Linked DNA regions of Zea mays: regions 1 and 3 are each linked to region 2. A link is a contact called in public Hi-C data. All regions are on one chromosome and are shown on one strand. Each heading gives the region's core, a stretch centred on a gene start, on an enhancer-like site or on the middle of the called end of the contact. The rest is flanking DNA. Distances are from core to core; before and after follow the strand shown. Region 1 has its middle 65 kb from the start of LOC103637641. Region 2 holds the start of LOC103637643. Region 3 has its middle 17 kb from the start of LOC103637641.

Region 1 (3,160 bases), core at 647-3,146, 170 kb before region 2:
CAGATGTCATCGTTAGGGAGAGTGAACGCTTAATGTTGATCACAATCGTGAGACACTGAATGTCATATTGTATCTTGTATGCCTTGAAGGCGTTAGCTTGATTATCGATGTGTGAACATTTATGGAAGTTTTTACCAGATATGTAGATCCAGTCGATCGAACACCACCAGTCAAAGTGACTTATTTATGCTGATATGTGCACTTACATCGTGTATTCTAAAAGTGAGTTGAAGTTCCTGAATAATCCTAGCAACAATATGCAATGCGCTTGCTCAATCTCTATGTGCATATACTTCCAGAAGAGGATGTTTTGCCATATTGAGACAATTTTGTAAGGATCAGGGGGAGCACAATCCTAGAGTTAGCCCTTACAAAAGTTTCAATGGAATCAAGATCTAGAATATCGAAATCTGTTCTGATGACACTAGTTGTACTCTTTTTCCCTTGGTGAGTTTTTTCTGAAGTTTCTCGCATAAGGTTTTTAACGAGGCAACAAAGTGCAAATGCAATTTGCGCCACCATACGCTCTTTCTCCATATTTTTCCACTCAGTTTCTGTGAGTTTTTATGAGACATGTGTTGGTCGTGGTATTCACCCAAGGCAGAGTGCTAAGAAACCCTAACGAGGGCCTATGTGGGTAAATACCGGTTTTACCTCTGAGAGGTCTTACGTTTCTATATAAGCAACATGTACACTACCTCATAATACAGTGAAGATGCCCAACCTTAATCATGTGTCTCGTGTATTCTCTGTTGTGCTTATGGGAAAAGAGACGAGTCTTTAACATCTTCTCGCATTTAATGACGAGAGAGAATAAAGCGAATCTAAAGATCTGTGATAACGTAGCTATATTTCTCGAGAATTAGAATCGGTCCTAGGGATGGCAACGGTTAAAATATCCGCGGATACTGTCTCTGGACACCCATATCCGCGACTTATATCCGATATCCGAACTCGTACCCGTTATCCACCATGGATAACAAACAGTATCCACATCCGTTACCCGCGGATAACGGATATCCGCGGATATATCCGTTTGCCCACTACACATACAAAATATTTAAATCCAGCAAATTCAAACATGATATCATATTTGTCCAACAAACAAATTTAAATATGATAAAAACATAAAGTCATACAGAATCTGTCCAGCAAATTCAAACATGATATCATATTTGTCCAGCAAATATAAAATTGTCTAGCAAAATCAGATCTGAGCTTCCTCTTTGATCCTGATGAAGCAGGCGGCCAGGCACGTAGGGAGTCAGCGATGCAGGGAGCCAGGGACTGAGGACAAGCTACGCAGGGAGTCAGCGATGCAGGGACTGAGGACGAGCTGGAGATCTGCGCTCTGTGCCCGGGAGCCGCGCAGGGAGCCAGGGACCCGGACCGGTAGGGGGCAGCGACTGCGGGGGTCTGGGAGAGGTGAGATGGAGTGGGCGGTGGCGGTAGGAGTGGCCGAGTGGGAGAGGACAGAGGAGGAGAGAATGAGATCGGAGAATGGACTGGCCGAGCGAGGGCTTCGCTAGATTGATGGAAGCATGGAGATTGGAGAACGGTTGTGGCCTTGTGGGCTGTGGCGATGTGGCCCATGGGCCTGCGGGACGGGTGTAATTTTAACGGATATTCGGGTAATTGGGTATGGATATTGATTTTTCCTATCTGTTTTAAAAATATCCACGGATATCAAGTGCTACTCGTATCTGTATCCATGTATACAGACTCGTACCCAAAACTGTGTCCAACAGATTTTTTATCCGCGGGTACGCGGATAAATGACATCCATTGCCATCCATAATCGGTCCACCGCTCGCATAAGGAGCTGAGCGGCGCGGGGGTGGCGAGACACGGGCCAGGTAACTGATCCGGCCCAGCCCACGTGCGCGCGCGTGCTCCCCGCGCACCGTCGCTGCAGGATCAGCACGGCATGGGCTCGCCTGATGCGATGCGTTGTCGGTGGCGTGTGGCGTATGCCGGGCCCCGGCCCACGGGGCCTCTCTCCGATCTCCTTCTCTGGCTCCGGCGCGAATGAGCGCGGTTGCTTTGCCCCGTCCGCGCTGCTTATCGGGTCGGGGGATGCGAGGACCTGGTGGCAGGCACCACACCAGGGAGGCAGTCCGTTGCGCCGCGTCGCTAGCTCGCAGTCGCAGGTCGCAGCGCCTCGCTTCGGCACACGGATCACGCACGCACAGGAAGGAATTGAACGAGCCAGGAAAAGCCGGAGTGGCTAAGCCAAGCTGGCTTTTACCGGAGCCGCGGAGCGGGATGGACCGGCCGTCTCTTTCTGCTCATGTTTCCTTCGCCCTGCTCTTTCTTTCCATATGGTTCACACAACGCTGCGCTGAAAACGGCGTGGATGTTAGCTACCTTGCCACCGGGAGATTGTGTGGATGCCATACTTGCAGCTGCCTCAGACAAACAAGGGAACGCATACAGTTAGTAGAAACTCTGGAACGTCTTGATTGACCAATCATAAATTGGACTAGCTAGTAGCTACAACGCTTTCAGACGCCTTTTTTTTTCTTTACACTCATTCTCACGATGGTCCAATAATTTTTGGAAACTAACTAGAGTCCAGCTAGCAAGACATGATATCGTAGTCTTTGGAAAAGATCGAACGAGCGGAGCAGCTGTAACTCTCGCTCGCCCACCACCACAGGATCGCCGAGGCAATGGCCGACGTCGCCGTCGTGAATCCACAGCCACGCGGACGCCGCCGCCTCCAGTAATCTTTGCTTGTGTGATGCTGCTGTAAAGGTGCTTGATCTGATTGCTGGATCAAGAAGCAATCTATAGCATTGGTTTTTCTCCACTGCGCTACTACTCCATGGACCGCACTCCAGAGTCCAGACAGTTGTCCCTATGATCCTAGGGTATGTACAACTGTGCGTAATAGGGGTGGATGTTCGGCTTATCCAAAAATTTCGGGTCGAATAATTTGGGTATTTTAAATTTTGGATTTTGAGAATCGATACCCGAAATTACAATGGGTTAGGTACTCGGAATTTCGGGTTCGGGTTCGGTATTCCCGAACTACCCGAATTATTGTGTTGGCTTCATAAAAACACATACACCCTATTAAATTAATATAAAAATATAGTTTGAATAATAATATACATGGACATATAAAACACAAGCAATTTACAATCAAAAGTTATGC
Region 2 (2,827 bases), core at 63-2,562:
TCGGCGCGCTGCTTCTCCTTGCCGCTCTGCTTCGCCCGGCACGTTTCCCTGTGGTGAGCCTGCTGGAACCACCTGCCGATCGATTGGTGGTGGCCGCCGCTCGTGGAGTACCTCCTCGCATCTCTCTGCAGGTAATTAGGTATATCGCAGTAGCACCAAGAATCAGATGAGGGGAAAAGAAGATACAATAAAATCACAAAGAGGACTGAGCGAGCGAGATGCGCGTTGGTTACATTACATACATGCTGCTGAGGAGACGGGAGATGGACGGTGGAGGACGTGGCGAGCACAGGCGCCTGCTCCGGTATAGACATAGCCGCCTCCGGAAGGCGGCACGCCGCGGCGGCAACGCTGCTGGGCTTGTTGCCTCCGGCGACGAGGATCTTGGAGATCTCCGACGCCGACACGCTCCACGACCGAGAGAGGTACTCCATGGGCTCCAGCGGCGTCTGCGGCGGCGGTATCGCCGGCGGCGCCGCGTCGTCCTCGTCGTCCACCAGCTCCAGCGCCATGCTGAAAGCACCGGCAGCGGCGTCTCTCGGCTTCCAGCGCTTCTGCATCGCGCCGTCCTGTGGTTCCAAGCTAGCTGCCTCAGACCAGCTGCTGCTGTGGTCGCGTGCCGTGCGTACGTGTCTTTGCAGGCCACTCAACTAGTGATGGATGGTTCTGCAAGTGTCCGAGACGGAGGCGGCGTGTGTACTTATAGGGAGGGAGGCAGAGGCACGCACGCACGAAGCACAAGGCCAGGGGTGTGGAGGCAGGCACAGGCAGGCAGCAGGAGCGAGCGAGAGGGGGGAACACGAGGCTGACAAGCTCCTGGCCTGGCCTCCTCTTCTACCCACTACGTAGCTGGGACTGGGCACCCGTGTCGCCGTTCTTCAAACGATCTGTTCGCAGCAGGTGAGCTATATCGGACCTCTGGTGGTGCCGTGGTGAGACCGTGCGAGTGAGACTGAAGAGGAACCAGGGAGGGTATTGGTTGTTTGGATCGCCATTCCGGCGGTTGTTGGAGACGGCCCTGTACTGCACGGGCCCAAGCAACATCATCATCATTAGTTTAGGGATTCAAGAACTGTTGAATTGTTGTTTTGCAGTTGCAGCAATGTGGACGGTACTACGGGCATGTACAATGAGTGTCTTAAGTTGTGTCTTAAAGTGTATTTAGGAGGGTGAATGTAAAAACTCAAGACATGTATCTTAACGAAGACACAGTGTCTTAGCTCTATGTTCGAGACATGAGACTAGTTGATTGGTCACTTTAATTTATTGAATGCTCTGATTGGTATAATGAATATGGTAAGACACATGTTTTAGATATGACCACTGTAATATATTGTGTTTTAGTTGTGTCTTATATTTAGAATACCGTGCAGCAATGTCTAGGTTGTACATGCCCTGCTACTGCTTCGTTTTTCTGCCAACGGGTTCCGTTTTGCAAACCCTAAAAATCCACACGGACCATGCATCACTACTATGAGTTTATGACGACGCGAGATTCCAGATATTTTGGCCCGCGACAATCTGGGGTCTCCTCCTAGTAGTATACTACTATTTTCCGGTCTGCCGCATCTGGAGACGAGACGAGTCATCAGTAGCCACGCACGCCAGGGGACGCCGATGACAGAACAGGATCGGAGGAGACGACCCAGGGAAGCTGGACAGTGTCCGTCCGCTGCTGCACGGTTCTCCACACCTGTTCCCCCGGTAGCGATAGGACAAACAAGGAGCTCTGGACGCTGTCGGTCCCCTGGTCTCGGCCCGTGCTCTTCGCTTGATCTTGACTGCGCGTCCGCCGCCATTTTTTTTTATTTTTATTTTTACTTACCAGGCGTGGGGGCGTGCCTGATGCCTGCCTGCCTCTCGATGCGTTTGTCTCGTCTCGTGCAGGCCAGGACCATCGCTTTTGTCTGTCTCTACTCTCTACGGAAACGGAGCCTCGGGACAGCACCACAGCGAAACGGAACGCCACGCGCACTCATCCGTCATCAGCAGCAGAGTACACATGCGCCTGAGGAATCGGCGCTAATTGCCACGCTGATGGATGGTGGATGAGATGGGAACAGAGCTACTCTTCGGCTACTGTTAACCTTTCTTCTGAGCCGTGTGTACTTACTTCTTCGCTCTGTTCCACGATTCCATCCCTAGTCGAGGGGGGGGGGGGGGGTCCAAACCGATCTGTGCTAGTAGAGATTAATAATACCAATGGCAAGGCTAGCAGCTGGTCAGTTCAGACTTAGTGGAGCAGTCAAGCAAAGCCAAGCGACCTTCACTGTAGCTAGGAATTTCCGTCGCTGTGAGTCTGGTGGGCGTGCCTTTTTTTTCTTTGCTTTCTCCAGTTTTTTTTCTTTTCTTTTCCTGTTGGCCTGGCCCGGCTTCAGCCTTCAGGGCAGGCCTTCAGCTCAGCTGCATGTGGACTCGAGCACTAGCGGCGACCGAACAAAAAAAAGCACAGGATATTAGGTGTCAGCTGGTGGGCCCCGCGTTCGGGACGAAACGTTTTTTTTTTTTTTTGCCTCGGCGTCCTAAATCCTAATCACTTTGATCAGGCAGCAGCCGCACCGCGCGCTTGCTGAGCAAGCATGGATGATGAGCTCCGGCCGTGCCGGTAAGGCGCGCGTAACGACTGACTGTCCAGAGGGCGGCCGGGCGGCGGGCAATGATAGGTGCCTGCCTCCTCCCGAGCGGAGTCGCACGTAGAGATGGCAACGGGTACAAACCCGTCGGGTTTTGCTATCCCAAACTCGTACCCGTGAAAAATATTTACACCCATTAAAGAACCCGTACCCATGACGGGTTTGAAATTTTGCCCAAACCCGTATCCATCGGG
Region 3 (2,996 bases), core at 50-2,549, 220 kb before region 2:
TTTATTAAACTGAAAACTGGTGATCGGGTTGTTTCTGTTTTTACAAGGGGTTTTAAAATTTATCTTTTGGTTTTCATAATCGGCCTTGCGAGAATTAATTCGCTAGAGGTGTTTAGGGATGAAAGTGGTAATCTGAACTGTTAGAACAAATTTAATATTTTAAAATAGATATGTATAGAATTTGATGTTGGTCTTGTGTTATGTTCTCAAGCACATTATTACAAATAAGAATAAAATATTACATAAATTGTTTTATGTATTATTTGCTCCCTAAAACAAAAAAAGTTGAAAAAATTATCGAATTTGTTTTCGAATCTATACCGAATTTTATATCTATCATTTAAGAAAATATATGATGAATTTGAGGATTAACTTTTATGAATCTTTACAAGCTCAATGTTATAAACAAGAATACAAATTTGTATAGTGCATTATATATCCTATTTATTCGCAATCAAAGAAAAACGACCAAAAACTGATTACTGAATAAATACCGTTTCCGACCGTTTTCATTCCTAGAGGTGTTCATCAAACAGTAGCAGCGAGATATTGCAGGAAATAAGCCACTCGCGTAGCAAATAGCAACCGGGACTAACCAACTACTCCCGTAGTAGCTATGTTTGTGAATGAGGTTCATTTCTAACTAATTTGGACATGTTTCTTTTACATACCATTTCCACCCATGACCATGGCTACTGCATCCAGCGATACCGATGGATGTGTAATGTATTCTAATTAATGTATTTATGTGTATCACACAATCTCTAAATACAATAATGCCGTTGCATTACTTTCGTAGATTAAAGAGCGTTTGGTTCCACCTTCTAAACTTAGAGGATGTTTAGGGTTTTAGTTTCTGTATTTAATAATTTAGGGACTAAAATGTAATAAAGTGAATGAATTAAAAATTAGTCCTTATAACCCAAACACCTTTAGATCTTTCAAATATGTTTTTTAAAAACTAAAGTTTAGTCACTAAAGTTTAGAAGAATGACTAAAAGAATCAAACACTCTCTAAATATATAGGGCTAGTTTGGAACGAAGAAAATAGGAGATGATGGAGGAGGTTGCCCCTCCAATCTCTTTCTCTTAAACTAACCCATAGGGTTTAATGGATGTATTCCCCATTAATTTACTCTTTGTTTGTGAAATATACGTGGTGTGTAGCTGACTACCTAACAAAGTTGTCTGCTATTACTGTATTATTTATTTCTTTTCGACATCGTATAGGAATGACACGTACCCTGTGCCCACCTAATAACGAGAAAACGATGAGAAAGAGAGAGACAGTTCCGTAGCCAAGGGGGCACTGAACTGCCTTGGCATTAGCAACAGTGCCATGACACCTACCGGCTGCACGGAACTTGCATGACGAGCAGATGCAGTGGTCTTGAAGGATGAGTGGGATGAGCTATAATAGTATATACGATAAATGATGGTCTTTCTTTTCTAAAATACTAGTCCATCCGTTCTATTTTATTTATCGTGTTTTAGTTCAAAAATATAGGCGGCAAATATTCAAGAATGGAGGTAGTATTTAATTTAGAATGTTAATAGATTCATACAATATTGAATACATGTGTTTTATATATATGTCTAGATTTGTTGTCATTCGTTTGAATATGGACACAAAATTGAAGAGCTAAAACAAACAATATTGTGGAACGGAGGAAGTATGTAATTTAGAGAGGTTTAGACCATTAAACCAGGCAATGACTCCTAAGCAAGTAGCCTCTAGGTGTAAGCGTGTGCAACTATGCAAATGCAAGCGAGCCTCATAATTTATTAGATCATGATCCAACCATAGATGCAACCTTGGTTTGTTAGGGGATCTTAATAAAGCCACTCGAGCTCATGGCGTAATGTAACATATGACTGCATTATAATCTAACAGATTAAGAAGCTCGTTTGCACGTAGGACTGATTGTACAATAGTCGTTACCGTTAAACCGATGTACTTTACATCCTATATGGAATCACTACTGTAGAAACGGTTGAAAACTAGTTATAGTAATTGACTTTCAACTGGTACTGGACAACGGGAACTAAAGTGTCAATCTTTAGTCAATGTTGCATGACACAGTACTAAAAAGAGGCCTTTAATACTAATTCTTGCCTCGAAATGGTACTGCAAGGTCTATCTTTAGTATCAGTTTTTGGCTTATAAAGTGACATTTTAGTACCGGTTCAACAAACAAAAAACGATATTGAAGTATTTAGAAACTATTTATTCTATATATTTACAAATTGATATGTGTTGAGCACCAAATCTAGCGTCTAGACATCCAGACCGTCTAGCCTTATAGCTCGGACGGTCCATACCTCAGATGGCCCAGCATGATGGCTGAACGGTCCGCGACTAGATTAATTCAGGCTGGAATCCTTATCTCTTGCGTGGTTATCTTAACAACTCACAGGAAACTGTTGGGTTTTGCCTAGAAACGAGGCTAGACTCTCTCTCTCTCTCTCTCTCTCTCTAGGGTACAACCGATTGAAACACACAACAATGCATTAAACCTAGGAGTAGTCTAGTCGTAGATTAGGTTTAGATGTAGTTCCCCAACCTCAATCTTTACATCTATTTGACTCTACATCATCTAGGGGAGCTCTGGGTGGCCTACCGAAGTCAAAGAACCCCAAAATCCTTCCTCCCCGATGGGGTCCCTCCTGGGGATATGAGATCTTGGTTCTTCATGGGGATCTCCGCGCAATAGCAAACGGTCCGCCGCCCACACGCGAACAGTCCACACGTCAGCTAAGGAGGAGCACATCTCTCTACATAGTTACGGATGGTATGGCCACCCATTGTGGATGTTACGCGCTCTTGCATTAAGGACCACAAGGTTCTGCATGTCGCACACAGGCCCTAAGATTCATTTGGTGTTTGGCTCAAAAAATCGCCAACACACTTTTTGGTGACCCCACTGGAGACGAGTGCATTTCAGATCCATTAGATCAGTCACGATGACTGGTCCCAAAGATCGCACTAATGTCTT

The links. Hi-C and Micro-C count contacts between places; a contact is called where the count stands out from the background.
Region 1: a contact with region 2 is called in a Hi-C map of leaf mesophyll, with 4 times the contacts expected there. The contact joins the enhancer-like site here to the promoter of LOC103637643 in region 2. A contact is called at or near these places in 6 of 25 Hi-C or Micro-C datasets (bundle sheath, endosperm, leaf and 1 more).
Region 3: a Hi-C map of leaf shows a contact between it and region 2, with 1.7 times the contacts expected there. The contact joins the enhancer-like site here to the promoter of LOC103637643 in region 2. A contact is called at or near these places in 2 of 25 Hi-C or Micro-C datasets (endosperm and leaf).

The regions. Positions count from the first base shown.
Region 1 is chr1:91,212,740-91,215,899 of Zm-B73-REFERENCE-NAM-5.0, forward strand. No RefSeq gene overlaps it. Among protein-coding and RNA genes, the nearest start is that of LOC103637641, 65 kb to the left of the region's middle. Within about 2 kb of position 1,897, at least 19 of the 20 cell types and tissues checked have an H3K27ac peak or open chromatin away from gene starts, as enhancers often do. A contact at or near this core is called in bundle sheath, endosperm, leaf and 1 more, where this site is marked.
Region 2 is chr1:91,382,339-91,385,165 of Zm-B73-REFERENCE-NAM-5.0, forward strand. LOC103637643 reads right to left here and starts at 1,313. Exons shown (of 6, transcript XM_008660053.4): 1 at 243-1,313; 2 at 1-125. The coding sequence starts at 560.
Region 3 is chr1:91,164,967-91,167,962 of Zm-B73-REFERENCE-NAM-5.0, forward strand. No RefSeq gene overlaps it. Among protein-coding and RNA genes, the nearest start is that of LOC103637641, 17 kb to the left of the region's middle. Within about 2 kb of position 1,300, at least 9 of the 20 cell types and tissues checked have an H3K27ac peak or open chromatin away from gene starts, as enhancers often do. A contact at or near this core is called in leaf, where this site is marked.